Regions from separate parts of the Mus musculus genome. Here region 2 is linked to region 1. Evidence: chromatin contacts called from public capture Hi-C data. All regions are on one chromosome and are shown on one strand. The core of a region is the stretch at or near the end of the contact, and the rest is flanking DNA. Distances in the headings are between cores, read along the strand shown.

What was found. Capture Hi-C pulls out chosen DNA fragments and counts their contacts.
Region 2: a capture Hi-C map of macrophages shows a contact between it and region 1, with 4 times the contacts expected there. The contact joins the promoter of Prss50 here to the promoter of Pth1r in region 1. A contact is called at or near these places in 20 of 39 promoter capture datasets (the 3T3-L1 cell line, the C10 cell line, the HPC-7 cell line and 10 more), 9 of 484 Hi-C or Micro-C datasets (the AML12 cell line, the G1E-ER4 cell line, Th1 cells and 3 more), 5 of 115 datasets of contacts at active chromatin or transcription factors (bone marrow-derived macrophages, embryonic stem cells, fetal liver and 2 more) and 6 of 9 other capture datasets (adipose tissue, bone marrow-derived macrophages, embryonic stem cells and 3 more).

The regions. Positions count from the first base shown.
Region 1 is chr9:110,740,408-110,744,819 of GRCm38.p6, reverse strand. Pth1r (parathyroid hormone 1 receptor) reads left to right here and starts at 2,210. Exons shown (of 14, transcript NM_001083936.1): 1 at 2,210-2,594. The coding sequence starts at 2,520. Gm35775 (a long non-coding RNA gene) reads left to right here and starts at 3,018. Exons shown (of 2, transcript XR_379891.3): 1 at 3,018-4,412.
Region 2 is chr9:110,855,418-110,859,829 of GRCm38.p6, reverse strand. Prss50 (protease, serine 50) reads right to left here and starts at 1,863. Exons shown (of 5, transcript NM_146227.4): 1 at 1,371-1,863. The coding sequence starts at 1,839. Prss46 (protease, serine 46) reads right to left here. Exons shown (of 5, transcript NM_183103.2): 5 at 3,308-3,830. The coding sequence ends at 3,576.

The DNA of each region.
Region 1 (4,412 bases), core at 961-3,460:
TGAGTCAAGTGGACATCTCCCCTATTTTACAGATGAGAAGACTGAGACCAGGATACCGGGAGAGTCCTAGTGGGCAGGACACACAATTGGTAAGTGACCAAGCAAGGATGCCATTTAACCTGGTGGTATTTTCAGGTCACCACGCTTAAAATGGCTTCCTTCAACAGGCCTTCCGTTAGCTCTCTGTTTAAGCATTCTCGACTTTCTCTGATACCTGATGCTCAGGGAGATGGTAGGCTTGGAAGTCCAAAGTCTAGAACTCTGGTGTCCAGCGTGGAGTCCATAAACTCCATTCCCATCACGAGCTCCCATCTCTCTCACTTTCCCCAAGTCAAGAGTCTCAAGACAGCCACCAGCATTTGGAGGATAACATGATGGAGGGAGGTGAAGAACAAGAATAGGTGTCCTAGCTGAACCCGAGTCTTGTAGTCTCGAATTGCCCGAATTGGGGCTAGATCGAAGAACCAGGGATGCCTAGAAAGCAGCTGAATAGGTTGAGACATCTTAAAATACCTGGAATGGAAAAGGAACCCCTCTAAACCGGGAGTCCAACGAAGGTCCAGACCAAGGAGCACCACCAGAGTCTCCGATCCGCTAGACCCCAGGACTAGGAGTGGGACAGGGGATGAAGGACCAGTCTAGGGCGGGGCAGGACTCGAGGGCGTTGGCTGCATAGCCTGGTTCTAGCTGGAGGCGGAGCAGCTTCCCCAGGGTCCCCACATAGCCAGACCAGGAACCCCATGGGTACACGGGCAGCGCCGCGGCCCACGGCGCGAGAAATACCAGGAGGCTTCCCCAGTGGCTCCTCTCGTGTGGCCGCCCGCTCATCAGCAAGGGCCGGAAGATCGGGGTAGTGGGTGGGTGGTCTGTGCTTTCCCAAAGGAAAGAATAAAGCAAAAGCGAGACAACGTCCCAGCCACGGTTCTCAGGTCCCGATGTCAGAGCTCCCTAGACTGCGTCCCCGCAACACTTATCCTTCTGCTGAAAGACCCGGGGCAGGGTCTCTGGAGAGATGTCCCGGGATGGGGGACAGCGGGCTCGGCTCTGTCCTGCACACACCCGCCTGAGAGGCAGTGGCGGGGGCAGGGGCGGAGGAGGCCCGGGGAGGGCGCGGAGGGGGGGGGGAAGAGGCTCCGGGCCGTGGGGGGAGGGGAGCAGCAGACGCCGAGGCGAGGGACGCGCAAGGCGGGCGGCGTCTCGGAGCAGCGGCCGGGCGGGGGGCTCTGGAGGCCAGGCAGGCCAGGGGGGGATCCCGAGAGCTCCATGAAGTCCCCCCGGGGCTGCGGACGGGGCGCTGGCTTGGGGAGGCTGTCGGGGGGGCCCCGACATTCATGGCAAGGCGGGGGCCGCGGCGGCGAGCTCGGAGTAAGTCGGGGCTTGGGGGATGGGGGTGGGGGGTCGGGCGCGCGGGGCGCGGGAGGCCGGAGTCGGGCAGGAGGGGACTCGGGGCCCGGCCAGGGCGGGCCCGGCTGCCCCGTCTCCGTGTCAGTCTGCGGCGCCTCCTCGGAGCCCTGTGGAGTCGCCAGCCCCGCTGCCGCTCAGTTCGGTGGCTTTTTTGGAAACTTGCAAATGTTTTCGTAGAGGAGGGGAGGGGGGAGCGAGGGAGTGACCGAAACCGAGCTTGGGGCCGTTGGAATAGCAGAGGCCAAAGCCGGGGAGCGCGGGGAGGGTGGGTGGTGGGTGGACGGTAGCAAAGGACCGACTGACAAGCAGACAGGCAGCCTCAGCGTCGGGGCAGCAGAAACGCCCGTGCCGCTCGGGCGCACGCAGCGCGGGTTCGGAAGATGGGAAATGGGGTGCAGGGGGTGAGCAACAAGGTCACGGGGGTCCAGACTGAGACGGGGAGCCGGCCACGATGCCGCGGGAGAGCCGGGAGCTGGCGGCAGAAACGCCGAAGGGCTCAGTGTGGTTGCAAAAGTCAGGATGGCATCCCCTAGTTGCACGCCCCGCGCAACTCAAAACGCGCCCCCTGCCCCGCCCCGACTCCCCTGTTGCCCACTGCCGCGGAGCTAAAAATAACAGCCTGGTCGCCCCCCGCAGACCGCGACCCCGACCCCTCCCCCGCCCCTCCCCCACTGGGCGTGGAGCGAAGCCACGGCTCCCAGTTCCCCCAAAGAGGGGGGAGAAAAAAGACAGAGAGAAAGAAAGAAAGAAAAGGCGGCGCGGGAGGGGAGCGGGGGGCGGGCCGGGGGCGGGGGGCCCAGCCATATGGATGTGATTTCTCCGCTCCGAGGCAGACAGGCCGCTCAGCAGCGCTCGGCGCCCGCCCGCCGCCCGCCCGGCCTCAGGCTGCCTCCCTCCCTCCGCCCTCCCTCTCTCCATTGCGCCGGTTCGTTCTCTCGCTCGCCCTCGGCGAATGGGCCCCGCGTCGGGCTCCGGGGCCTCCGGCCGCCCGGACGCCGGGGTCCCCTAGGCCGGGGCGTGGGCGGGGCGGCCCGGCCTGACGCAGCTCTGCACCCTCCAACCATCACCAGGGCCGGCGGCGGCTGCCCCGAGGGACGCGGCCCTAGGCGGTGGCGATGGGGACCGCCCGGATCGCACCCAGCCTGGCGCTCCTTCTCTGCTGCCCAGTGCTCAGCTCCGCATATGCGCTGGTAAGTCTCTCTCCGTCCACACTCCAACACAGGACTCCTGGAATTGCTTTGGGGTTCCTGGGACGAGTGTAGGCACAAATTCTTGGGCTCTCCTTATAGTCTGAACTTTGGGATGGGACCTCCGAGCCCCCACCCCCCCAGCCATGAACCAGGAACCCTGGTGTCTGCTCTGTTTGGGGTGTCTTACCGTAGGTTCCAGATGCCTGAAGTTTCCCCACTTCTGAAGACTTGGCTTGGGGTCCTGGGTCTGGAAACCTGTGGTTGGAGTTCCCCTACACCATGCTTCTGTGAGCATATGGCTCTGGTCGTATGTATCTTTTTCAGTGGTAACTGTGCGATTCAGCGGGTTCTGGGTGTGGAGTATCACACACTGCGCTGGGGGCGGGGGGAGCTCCGTTTTTGCAAGTTTTGTTTGCACCCGGTGCTCAAAGCTGTGTGCAAGAAGTCAGAAATCACTTAGACTTGAGGGTAGGATTTAGAGCCCTCCTCAGTTCTCTGGATCCTACAGATGCACAGATGTATGCATGAATGGGACCGCTTTACCCAAAGTGGAAATCGGTTTGCCCAGGGAGGTGGGTGTGGTACAGAGGTCTTCCAAAAGACACTGATCTCATAGCACACCTTGCAGAAGATATGTGCTGTGGGACATGAGTGTGCTGATCTTTGGGGGGTACTGTGCGTGGTCTGAGGGTGAATACCAAGAAACAGACTAGTGGAGAGGGCCAGACAGACAAAGAAAGGGGTTAGGATGAGAGCTCTGGACCCCAGCGGAAAGAGACTCAGAACAGAAGACAACTAGAAAGCTGGAACTCGACCTCATCTTGGGCTAGGGTCTGTTAGCCATTTCTCAGAGAGGGGAGATTTTCTGTCCTCTCATTCCCTTAGTGGTCCCATCCCAAGTGCCTAACCTATTCTTGAATCAGTTTTTGTGCCTGACTTTGAGGTCTTGTTGCCCCCCACCCCGTACTCCACCCCTGACCAAGGTCTAGAGAGACAGAGCAAGTAGCTTCCTTCATAGGACAGTCCGGAGGTGCTCCGGACACGGGGGAGAGAGCTATTTGCTGAACTTTCCTCAGTGACTTCTGTGTGTGTACACATATATGTGCATGTGTCTCACATTCGAGGACACAGGAGCTGTGGGGCTCCCCCAGCTCAGCCTACAGCTGTGTGACCTTCGACTCTCTTTCTGCACACCTCAGTTGCCCATCTGTGAACAGAGAGCACGAGAGAAACATTTGCCTGACACCCTAGCAGTTTGATGTCCTCCTCCTGTGCCCATAGCCTCGATTCTAGTCCAGCAAAGGACAATCAAAGCCAGAGACTGTTCAGGAGGTGCTCCGGACACGGGGGAGAGAGCTATTTGCTGAACTTCCCTCAGTGACTTCTGTGTGTGTACACATATATGTGCATGTGGCTGTTGGGTACAATATCCTTCCTCAGTGTGTGCCTGAATGTTTATCGGCACAAGGCTTTATGGGCATCTGAGTCAGTCCGTAGGGTTGTGTGTACTCGAGTTCACATGTGATTGAAGCTCTGCATCCGCACATGACTCCGAGGGAAGCACAGCTGTCTAATGCATGTGTGTGCGTGCACGTGTGCACCCTATGGGTGTGCACACGGGTCCATTGTTTGTTCATTTGTATTCAACAAATGCCTCTGAGTTTTCTGTTCGTCAGTCTGTTGTTCTAAGCGCTTTACGAAGATCATCTAGTTAGGTTTTACCCACGACCCTTTGAGAAAGGTACTTGCCCTGTTTTGTTTTTTTATCTCAGGTAAATCCACAATCACTATGGCCATTGTCTCTTATGATAACCAAGT
Region 2 (4,412 bases), core at 614-3,113, 120 kb before region 1:
CATGTTTATGTAATTTTTATGTATTTATCTGTTCATTTGTAGTGCTGGATGGGATTAGAGCCTGGTGCTATTCATGTGTGGATGGGTTTACACACACTCCTGTGTGCAAGTGGAGGCCAGAGGAGGATTTCCAGTGTCCTCGTTGTTCTGTTAGTCTCTTGATAAAGCATCTCTCACTGAACCAGAAGCTAGACAGGCAGCTTTCTCAGCAGGGTGCTGGGGTCCCTGCAATCTAATGTCTCTGCTCCCCATTCCCCTATGCCTGTTCCCAAAATGCTGAGTTACTGGAGCATGGGACCACACCCACTCATAGGCCTTAAACTCAGGCCCTCCTGTTTGCATGGTAAGAGCTCTCTTACCCACTGAGTGATTATCTCCCCCAGCCCACCACAGCATTTAAAAAGATACTCAGCCAAGGGACTATCAGCATGTGCCACACACAGTACCTTGATGCACCCTGCTATACTTTCTGAGGCAGTTAAAGCGGCTGCCTTGAATGCTAGGATAATAACTATCTCTTATGTGGGTCTCAACCACAGACAATTGTTTATGTGAAAGTATACTGGTTAAGTTTAATTGCCAGCTTGACACATGGGAAAGAAAAGCCTACACTGATAAATTGTCTAAATGAGATTGGCCTATGGGTAATTCGTTGGGGGCGGGGTGAGGGTTGTCTTGATTATTAATTATGCTGGATGGCACAGCCCTCTGTGGAGTGGCACTATCCCTAGGCAGGTGGGCCTGGGCTATATGAGAAATCAAGCTAAGCACGGTCCCGTGAGTGAGTGTGACAGCAAGCAGCCCTCCTCCATAGTTTCTGCTCCAGGTTCTCACCCTGGCTTTCCTCAGTGATGGACTGTGACCTGGAAACTTAAGGAAAATAAAGTCCCCACCCCCAAGTGGCTCTATCACACCAAACAGCAAGAAAATTAAAACACCAGGTGTGCTCTGCAGACCCCACAAGAAGTCTCACACAGGCCTCTTGGAGTTACACTGTGGGTTCCCGGATGGAAACCTGAGACAGGGGCAAGCTAGATCAAAGGAGGACCTGCAGTGGCCAGAGAGGCATCTGGCCAGCAGCCAGCTCTGAGTACCCCGACAGCACCCCCAAACTCAGCATTTCCAGCACGAGCTTTGACTTTCCTCAGCCTGCCCCCATCACCAGGATGGAAGGCCCATAAGCAAAGGACCCTGAAGGCAGGCCCAAGGCCTGGCCCACCCCACATGCTCAATAAACACTTGTACAGGGACGTTCCCTTCTGCTTTTCCTTCTATCTACTCTTCCTTTGGGTCCTTGATACCTCGACCCTTTGACCCTAGAGATCAAAAAATCCGTCAGAATTCCCTGACCTCCCCTGCCCAGTACTCACAGGGGAGGTTGCTGGAATGAACCGTCTTAAGAACGGACCCAGTAGTGTCCATCATGCCGAGAGTCCCCACCGTTTTCAGTGGAGCCATGGTCTGTGAGTTCGGTGGAGCCGTCGTGGTCTGGTTAGTCTGGGCTTGCCGAGGAAGGCGAAGCCTGCCTGAGGGACAGATGCCTCTGGAGCCACAGGAGACCCCGGGTCCGGTCGGGACGGTGGTGGACAGCGTCCCCGGGGATGCTCCTGCGGCCAAGTAGCCTGTGGAAGGTCTCCAGCGAGTCAGAGGTGGCCGCGGGTGGGCGTGCCGGGGAGGGCGTCGGGGGCGGATGCGCTCACCTGCCGGCCGCCGAGGCAGGAGCAGCAGCAGCAGCAGCAACAGCAGGAGAAGGGCGCGGGAGCGGGAGCGGGAAGCCCCAGGCACACGGGGACCCTGAGGGCCCTGCCCACGGACCTCTGCCCCGCACCAGGGCTCCATTGCGCCGCTAGGTTCCTCCACAATGGCGCCCTCCATCGGGCGCCTCATGGTGCGCTGGTGCCCAGCCTGCGTGGCGCCCCCTAGATGCCATTCGCTGGGGCGCTCCCGCTAAAGGCGCGCAAGGAGTGTCTGCCTTGTGTCTTTCCTCAGACTCCTGGGCCCTTTCTCTGGGTCCCTATGCCTCGCCTCAGCTAATTTCTAAGCTTCCGTGCTTTCTCCACCAGCAGCCGCAGCAGCGAGAGGAAGGCCATCCCCGACGTGTCGATACCCCTACCCTCCTCTGCCGGCATCCATGCCTTCCTCCTTGAATGCTAACAGCGCAGGCCGTTGTCTCAGGGCACTGATGAAGCAAAGTAATGTGTTCGTTAGGCTGGTCTCGAACTCACAGCAATTCTACCTTGGCCTCCCAAGTGCTGGGAAATAGGTATGAGTCGCCAAGCTTGGCTTCAATGACAATTTTTAAAGGCTGAAATATTTGAAGCAATGTGCTCTCTAGAGCCACTTACTCGCAGTGGGAGCCATAAGGGAGAAGTGCAGTGTCCATCGGTCAACGGTGAGAATAGGAGTTCACTATGTTTGGGCTTTTGAGGAACATGTTAATGACTCAGCAACATAGTTAATAACATTTAAAAAGTAATGTACTCAACTCCTGGGAGCCTTGGTGCAAGGAATTGTATATTTTTAGCTTAAGAGACAAAGTCTGTTCTTATCAAGGTCTTGGTTCTTGGGAGAGACACCTGAGCAGACGATTTCATGTTCCTATCTGGGAGAACAAAAGCAATCACTGCTGCCACATTTCTGCTTCCTGGTGGAGGAAGGGGAACTGTCGCTCTTAGCCAGCAGACCCGAGGTCACTGATGGAGTCACTGAAGCACACCAGGAGGCCCGGATACAGTCACTTCACAATCTCCAAGCAGGGACCTACATCACTCACCCCTGCCAGCAACAGAGGAGGAACTGGCTGGGATCAGGAACCCCCCCCCCCCTCAGGGGAAAGTTAGGGGTTGGCAGAGACATGAAGGCAGCAGAACACAGATGGTAGAGTCAAGTCTCTCATCTGACCTTAGGAAGTCTCCTAGAAGGAAGTTAGTTCTTACAGGAAGACACAGGGAGGGGGCCTTGGGAATATGGGAGCCACTGAACTGCTAGGTTCACAGAGCAGGGACTTCAAGTCCCAGTCAGCAAGAGTGAAAGCTACAGGCTGGATAGCTGTACCAGTGGTTAAAAGTGTGTGCTGCTCTTTCAGAAGACCTGAGTTTGATTCCCAGGAGCCACACCTGATGGCCCATAACCACTTGCTACTCCAGCTCTAGGGGAAATCTGCCACTCTTGCCCCCATGCACGCACATAAATGTAATTTTTAAAAAAAAAAAAAAAAAGAGGAAATTCTAAGGGAAACAAGGGAACAACCTCCAGGATCGCACAACGCACCTCTGACAGACGTGGAGTAAGAATATCAGAGAAGGCACAGCTTGAGAAACAGTCAAGTTTTATGAGGGAGGTGCTCTAAAGGGTTTTGGTCAAAGTCAAGAACATGGTAACTTCAGATGGCTCAAAAAGGTTCAAGAGCATCTTCATTGAACAACTGGGGAACAAAACCCACAGTGGGTCAAGGACCCTTCCCCAAGTCCCTCTGTCCTGAAGTCCTGTTCAGCCTCCGGTGTCCACGTCTTCTGAGGGCGGAGCAGAGAGGAGGGAAAAGTAGCCTCTGGGAGTGGCTGTTATAGAAACACAGCTCACAAGAGCCACAGGGAGCCCAAGGATACCAGCAGAATGTAGCCAGTGAGGATGAATGGGCTCAGGAAGGAGGGGACAGCCATGCTGGTAAACTTCAGGTCGCCAATCTGTCTCTTGATCCACTGGGTGAAGTGGGAGGTGCTGGTGTAGACGCTTGGGAATTGGCGACGGCCACAGTCAAAGTTCCAGCTCACCACGCCCATCTGGACCCAGGTCTTGTTCATCTGGCAAACCAGAGAGCTTCCGGAGGTGTCCTGCAGTGGGGGTGGGGTGGGGACAGGAGGCGTCAAGTAGCAGCAATATTTGCTAGATTAGGTCTTTGTTGTCCTCAAGGATGAGACCTGAGAATATACCTATTCTGTGACACAGAAATTCTGTACTAAGGTCAGGGCTTGGGACCACACCGGCCTCTTCATCGGTCAGCTAGTTCTCTGACCACTGAGCCATCCTGAAGCCCTGGAGGGTCTCCAAAGTACAATTGTTGCTCTTCCCACAGCCTTGCTTAGAGAGGGAGATCTTAGAAGCTCTGCCCATCTCCTCTGCTTGTTTGCACAGGCAGGCATATCCAGAAGAATAACCTGACAGTGTCATACATCAAAAGGTAACAGTAGGTCCCTTACTATTAGAGAAAATTCTTTTTATGGGCTTCTTGCTGCCCAGTGATAGGCATTCACCTAGGGTGCATGCGATTCTGAGTTCTATCTGCAGCATAAGAAAAAGGGGGTACAGGGAGCCTATATCATTTGAAACTTTTTTCCTTCTTTTTTATGAACCAGAAAAGAGTATGCACATATATAATATAATATAATATAATATAATATAATATAATATAATAT